Linked DNA regions of Mus musculus: region 1 is linked to region 2. The links are chromatin contacts, called in public Hi-C maps. All regions are on one chromosome and are shown on one strand. The core of a region is the stretch at or near the end of the contact, and the rest is flanking DNA. Distances in the headings are between cores, read along the strand shown. Region 1 holds the start of Pum3 (pumilio RNA-binding family member 3). Region 2 holds the start of 1110059E24Rik (RIKEN cDNA 1110059E24 gene).

Region 1 (3,501 bases), core at 377-2,876, 5.8 Mb before region 2:
GCTGGCCATTTACACCAACTCAAGCAACAGGCTTTTCTGCCATGACCTCCCTTTGTAAATTTTGTATACTTAGTAGCCGTTGTAAATCCTCAAGGCACAAAAGTGGCTAGGTCTTGGCCTCAGGAGCTCTAGCAAGGGTGTAAAGGCTAAAACAGCTGTAACTGCCTTTCTAGTGCTTCAAGGCAGGAAATAGCCAGACCCCCCCCCCCACACACACATGTGCCCTTGACTTCCCTAATGGTCATCTTTTAAAGGCTGTAATAGCCATTCCCAGCCCAGGTCTCGCCGTACAAGAAAAAAGTAAAATAAAATCCCAGACCACCCTGGAAAGTAACCCCCCACCCCAGAATCCTGATATATTTCCCCATCCCCCAATTCTGCCCAGTTCTCTGTTGCTTCTCTTCCAAGCAGGGCAACCACCCTCCTTAGCTTTTCCCTCCAAATTAATCCCTTGCCTGAGCTTAGTTGTGCAGCAAGACTTTGTGGTATTCCTTGGCTCCTGACTGCCAGGATACCTTTTGGAGCAGAACTGTCACAGGGAAAATTTTCTATGAGCCAGAGCAAAGCTGTAACACCTGCATCAGGGAAACTTTCCCAGCAGCTGAAGCCTTCCCCTAACAGAGCCGTAACACTTAAAGATGTGTTACCAGCGACACAAGAGACAGTGTCCACAGGGAATTATAGTCTCTAAGCTTATTTGCAAGCTATCTTAACAAACTGACAAGTGTTCTCACAACAAAGACGGAAGAGAATGAAAGGCAGGGGCAGGAGTCAGGTATAAGCCAAGGAACGTCTGAAGCACCAGATGCTGAAGATACATGGGACGTCCACTCACTCCTTGGGGCTTCAAAAAGGGCCCCCTGCTCAACCAACTAACATCTGCATTTCAGAACAGTTAGGCAGTAAGGTTCTGTTGTTTGGCGCGACGTGGGATCCCCTGGAACTGCCGCCATGTAGGTGCTGGGAAATGAACCCAAGTCCTCTCCAAGAGCAGAAAACAGCTTAGCCATCTCTGCAGCCCCCAAGACCAAGTTTGTTTCTATTGCTTCCTCGCTAAAATGGAGTAATACCTTAAATATATATCCTAAAGTGGAACCGTGGGGGAAAAAATGCATGCCCAAGAACGGGCCTACATTAAAAACGCCACACACACATTTATGGAAAGAGCTTTTCACAATATTTGACTGTGCTCCGTTCTTTACACTTATGGTTCCCGAGGGATCTAATTTATCCGGAGATTCGCAGCTAGGGTGGGAAATAAGGGAGACATGGGTGTTGGCAAACACGATTACAACAGAAGAGACTCCGGTACAGCTTTTACCCTCCAGGCTAGACTAACGACGCAAACAGACACTAACGAGCGAGCTGTCCCAACGCTAACCCAGCTTGCAGACTTCGCTGTCTTTTAACTCCTTCAGGACCTGGGTGGCCCTCGCGAGAACCCGCGTCGTTCCCAGAAATCTGCAGGCTCAAGCGTCACTTTCCCAAGCCACGGACTCGTCTTCCACGGGACGGATCCCTTCGAGGGCCAAAACTCATGCAGCCCTCTCAGACGAGAGGTGTGGCGAAAATGGACCAACAGGAACTACGGATTTCGTGTTTCCTAAGCTCCACCCCTTGACCCCAGTACCAGGACGTAACGCTACAATCAGCGGATCCGGGGCGGGGCAGAACGCGGAAGCGGAAGCGGAAGCGGCGGGGGGTGGTGGCGGAACTCTGCGAGTTTCTGCCCCACGTGTGCGGTGAGTGTTGTGGAGAGTTTGGTGCGGGAAGTGTGGGGCGAGTGTCCGCCGGCCGCTCGGGAGCGGGGAGCTCTGCGGGGTGGTGGGCGAGCGGCGTCTTCAGCTCCATCTCCGGGACGGTCTACCTGGCCGCTTCTCTGGCCCGGAGTTGGAGGAACCCTGGCGAGGGCAGGGGTTAAGCCCTCTCTGTTAACTTGATTATTGTAGAGCTAAAGGAACAAGTTTCGCTGTCAAACTCCGGCCTGTGCGAGTCACAGTCAGCCCACTCGTCCCGTGTCAGACGTTGTGCATAGGAGCAGTGCAGGGAAAACTGAAGCGATCCATAAGCCAAGCATGATGGGAGGCAAGAGTATTTTAAACAGAGGCAGTGGGATGTCCCGGAGGTGGAAGTCAGGAGTAAGGCGCGGACTGGACAAAGAGGAAGGTAGAACTGTGGAGCCTTGGTGTCGAGTCTCTTTATTTTTGTGTAGTGGGAAGTATTTTGCTTTGTGTTCCTAGGCATATAAAATAATGAAGGATTATTAGAAAAGATCGGGAGGCTCATGGTAGGTCTTGACTCTCTTAAGGAGATTTTTGATGATTTGCATTGAGTGTTGGTAGTAGAGACAGAGGTATCTTTAAGGAGACTGCAGGATAACTTACTGTTGGGTACACGATGACTACCAAAGAAGTGAACATCAGGAGCCGTGCTCCAGTTTTCTCTCTGCGAAGTGGAGTAGATGGTCCCCGTTGAATACAGCAGGAATAGACAGGGAGAGAAAGATAGTAATTTGTAGTGGAATGCAGAGGATTGTGTCTCAGACATTAAGCATAAGACGCCAGTTATATACATAATCAAGAAGTGTTGAGGACTCAGGTCTGTGTAGGACGTTATCTCAGGGTCCCAAGGCTGCACAGTCTAGAATACCTAATTTGCTTGTCTTGCTCTTGGATTAGCCGTTAATTTGATTGCTTAGTAACTTGGTGAACAGTGCTTTAAGTGACCAGGGTTAACATCATCATGACTGCCGCATAGCTTTGTCACTGTGAGAGCAGCACTTCTTTGCTGTCATGTGCCACCCCTTCCCCTGGCCCAAGCATAACCTCAGTCTAATAATGAAAATCTTAAACTCCCAAAGGGGACATAACCTGGAAAAAAGGACATGAGGTGGCTACATTAACTGTATCTTGGAATAGGAAGAGGACAGGAATGAGAAAATTGATTTCCAAATAAACCCTGTGTTATACTAGTGTTATTTTCATAAGTTTCATTACACTGTCTTATTAAGTTGTCAGTGGGGAAGCTGGGTAATAGATCTATAGGCTCTATATCGTTTTAACTCTAATGTAAGAGGCATAGTTTTAAAATAGAGTATGTAAATAAGGTTTTTCTAGACAGCTACATGTGAGGGCCATTGGCACAATTGCTTAGCATGTGGTAGTACATGAAACCTACATGCAGAAATGCAAATGCGAATGTGATGTCTTACCAGGTAATAAAATGAAAAAGTGAAAAAGAGATGCCCCGCAGGAAGCTGAGCAGGTCCTGTGCTGGAATTATAGATCTGTACCCTGTGTATACACTGCTGGGCATCAAACCCACTGCATTTTCCAGAGTGTTTCCTGGACAAATTTGGTTCTATTAGGTTTAGGAAGTCTTGTGCAATGGATAGTTCATAGTAGCAAATTAGAGAATTTGGAAAATCTTTACTTGCTGGCTATTGCTGTTTGATTTAGTGTTTCTCAATCTCAAATATAACATGGACCCCTGCCCAAGATG
Region 2 (3,898 bases), core at 761-3,260:
AAAATCTAATCCTATCCTTGCCAATTAACCTTATTAATACTAGAGTAGGAGAAGAGAGAGAGGTCAAAATACGGTGAAGGCGCTACTAATTTCCTCCAAGATCTGAAACAGTAACGAAGGCATAGCAGATATTGTATCCATTTTCAACTTCCAACACCTTCGCCTTCTCCGTTTTCCATTGGTAAGACACCGGCACCGATAACAATGGTGATATTCAAAATACTGCATTGGCTACGAGTAGATTTATTACCCAACTGAATCCATGCGCCAAGTATATGGACACACATTCTCTAAAATAAGTGTTGATTGAAAATCCCCGTTAATGTAAACAAATATGTCAATCACAAACCGCACCTAATTAATTCTACTCAAGACTTAGTAGTTTTAGGTACTGCCCCAAGATGTCCAAAATTCTCTTTATACGCTGAAGGTTTGAAAAATGTAAATCCTAGGGATCAAGCAGTATATACTGCACAAGGAATGGAATACCTTTCATAAACTATCAGAAAAAAATTAAAGGTCACCCTTTCCGCGGGGCCCCGTTATTCTAATCCTTACCAAATCTGCTTCACATTGCCTTAAATCAGAGCAGCACTGATGAAACTAAATATCCTGCTTTTGACAGAAAAATCACCAAGATTAAGGCTCTGAACGTTTTCTTCTTTCTCTCTCTCTCTTTCTTTCTTTCTTTCTTTCTTTCTTTCTTTCTTTCTTTCTTTCTTTCTTTCTTTCTTTCTTTCAACAGAAGCGGAGGGAGGTTAAACTCTCCGAACGTCCTCCACACACTATAATTTGACACAACTTTCCTGGTTTAATATTAAATACAATTTCAAACAGAACTCTCCAACTTTCAATTCAAATCCAACCTCTCCCTCCTTGAGTTCTCAATCAGAGATGATACAAGTTCAAGCCATGGAAAGCAGCTCCCGCGACAAGCGGAGCGGGATACCCAGCTCAAGCTCCGGGCGGACTCCATCTAAAATCGAGGCTGGCGGGACCCGGACACCGAGCCGAGAGCGAGGGCCCGAAGTGGCCCAGATCCAGGGAGGGGAGCGGCGGCCCGACCCCATCTTGCGGTCCTCCCTGCGGGCGAGGAGGCCCGGGACGCACGGCTCTCCGCTCGGTAGCTCCGCTCCGAAGCCACCCGGCCTGGTCCCCAGCTCAGAGCGGCGACCCCCCGACGGCCCAGCAGCCCAGCCCCACGCACCTGCAGCTGGGCGGCCGCGGCCGCCAACGCGCTGTCCTCCGCGGGGCGCCGCCCGCCGACTCTGCGCCCGCGGCCCGGCCCGGCGAGGACGCGAAAGAGAGCTGCGGTGCCCGGGCGCGCTTCGTGGGGCCCCTCCACGCGCGTTCGCGTTCTGCTGACTAACGGCTCCGCCGCGAGGGGCGGCCGCCGCCGGGGCTCTCCGGCCCGAGGTCCCGCGCGGCCGTGGTCGCCGTCCGCAGCGCAGGGCCGGTGCTGCCTTCTCCGCAGCCCGCCTTCCTTGGCACCTCCGAAGGCCGCCAGGCGGCGGAGCGCGCGGCCGCGGCGGGCGGGAGCTGGGAGGGCGGCGGGGGGCGGGGGGGCGAGCGGCCCGGTTCGAGCTGCTCAGTGACTGGAGGAGGGCGCCGAAGCTGACCCGGGCTCCGGGCTGCAGGCGATCAGGGCACCGGCCTCGCCCACCTTCCACCAATCACAAACTGCGCAGCGGAGTCGCTACGCTACGGAGCCGGGAGACAGGTTGGGAGCGTTCGGCAGGAGGCGGGGATTGCGGAAAAGAAGAGCCAATAGGAACGGGGAATCTCCGTCCCTCCGCCGTGATGGACAGCCGCGTTCGAGCCAATGGGGGAGTTCTAGATTCGAAGAAAGCCGGACTTGCACCTTGGGTCCGAGGAAGGCTTTCCGTGAAGCCGGTAGTCGAGGATGTGCGGCAAGGCAGAGCCGAGCGTGACCTCCCTAATGAGTCACGTGGGCCGACCTGGGGCTGGGACGGAAAGAGTAGAAGAACTTCTTCCGGGTCACTGTCCTTAGTCTCAATCTGGGGCGGGAACGTCTTTACTCTTTCCTGTAACTTAAAGGCTGCACCGATTTACAGTGCTTGAGATTTTGGTGATGAGTTCCCAGAAAGGCAACGTGACTCGGTCCCGGCCTCAGAAGCACCAGAATACGTTCACCTTCAAAAATGACAAGTTTGATAAGAGTGTTCAGACCAAGGTAGGCCCTTGCCTGTTGTTCTGACTGCCATCCCAGGGGAAAAAAAAGTGACAGAGAGAGGAAAGGGGACAGAGAGAGGAAAGGAGAGGAGTTGGCGAGCGTGGACTGCAGCCCAGTTAGTCTTGGCTGCAGTGCAATCGTGTCTCAAATATTCTTCCCACGCCCTTTCTTTGGCTTGGCTCTGTTCCGTGAATCTATCTGATGGTCAGCACATCTCAGTAGTGGCGCCGAGACTGGATAGGGCAGCTTAAATTCATCCAACCTAAGGTACCGATGGGGCGATTGACGCCTTGGATGCTCCCACCTGGATCACGCCCCCGCAATAAGAAAATGAAATGAAGGCACTCGTCCGAGTGTCTCTTTGCAGCGACTGTTTTTCCGAGAACTCCCAAACCCATAAGTTTGTAGGGAGTACGATCTTAGCGTCACTGTCCTTATCAACAAGATGTTATTTCAGTTTTGTGTTGGAGCAAACGTTTTGGCTTGTGTAAAAATGGTTGCTTGCTGTCTATACAATTAACTTAGCAGGACCTGTGTAAAGTGGAAGAAAACTCAGACTGTTTGTTACTTGAGATATGTATGACTAGTGATTCTGTGAATAGCGATCCCCTTCCCCATAACTGAATGGGGAGCGGATAAAGGCCTTTAGTCGTCCTGGAGGCCAGCTTACATCAGATAAAGTTAATATTTACAGAAACAAGAGCTCAAATTTCCTAAGTTTGTTCCTTGAAGTAATTTAGTAATTTCTGTGACCTTTAGCCTCAGATAAGAAATCTGATAGGATTATTCGGAAGCTAACAGAAGAGTAACTAGTCTGGGACATAACAGGTGGTCAGCAGGTGATTACGTTTAAAACATTAAAAAGGCAATCCATAGTAACTTGTACTCTGTCTTTCTCTTTCATTGTTTCTCAGATATTTAATAAATACCTTTCACGTGCAGGGTTCTAGACCCCTGGTAGACAGTGTTCAAAACTATTGATTCTGCCTTTACGGAGCTTGTAATTGTCTGAGTAATATGGACAGTCAGTCAGCAGATGGATCTGTAATTACAAATTTCAATAGAAGTTGCTAAAGGGAAAGGCAGTTCAGTGAAGAATAAAAAAAAATAGTTTAAGCAGGGCCCTCAGACCACATTAGCAGACACTCGTCCATAAACCTGCTTTTCCTGTATTTTAGAAAAATATTATGGAGAGAAGTTGGTAAAGAAAATGGATTAATCCACAATTTGGCCCGAACAGCAGTGGGAATAGTAAAGTATAATTTCCTCCCACTGCTCTGTAGCCATCTTAAAATCTGTGGAGAGCCTTGAAAGTAAGACTAGACCATACTTAAATATAATTGTGAGATACACTAATTAGACCTTTCCCCAGAGGAAGGAAACTGGGGCCCCAGGTTGTCTCAGCTCTCTATTCTAAAGACAGTTTTTAAATTTAAGACTGGACAGATAAAAATGGAGAGTTAGAGAACGTTCCCCTCTCCCCACTTCACCTCTACCTGGTTTTAATCTTTTGAGACAGGGTCTCACTATGTAGACTAGGCTATACTTGGAGTAATTCTCCTGCCTCAGTCTTCTGACCATGCCTAGCTACAATAGATGTTTTGTTAGGATGCTTATGTAAATAAAGTGGTTCTTTTCTCTCATTTGAATATATTTTTGAGGAAAGAGGAAAGAAGCTTGCTCTAGTCTTCCCAATGGCCAACA

The links. A called contact is a pair of places that touch in the nucleus more often than the background predicts.
Region 1: a contact with region 2 is called in a Hi-C map of CD4 T cells, with 12 times the contacts expected there. A contact is called at or near these places in 1 of 39 promoter capture datasets (liver) and 1 of 484 Hi-C or Micro-C datasets (CD4 T cells).

The regions. Positions count from the first base shown.
Region 1 is chr19:27,428,033-27,431,533 of GRCm38.p6, reverse strand. Pum3 (pumilio RNA-binding family member 3) reads left to right here and starts at 1,626. Exons shown (of 18, transcript NM_177474.5): 1 at 1,626-1,742. C030016D13Rik (RIKEN cDNA C030016D13 gene) reads right to left here and starts at 1,497. Exons shown (of 1, transcript NR_027987.1): 1 at 1-1,497.
Region 2 is chr19:21,650,903-21,654,800 of GRCm38.p6, reverse strand. It overlaps 1110059E24Rik (RIKEN cDNA 1110059E24 gene), which reads left to right and starts at 2,010. Exons shown (of 4, transcript NM_025423.2): 1 at 2,010-2,194. The coding sequence starts at 2,093. It overlaps Abhd17b (abhydrolase domain containing 17B), which reads right to left and starts at 1,492. Exons shown (of 4, transcript NM_146096.3): 1 at 1,208-1,492.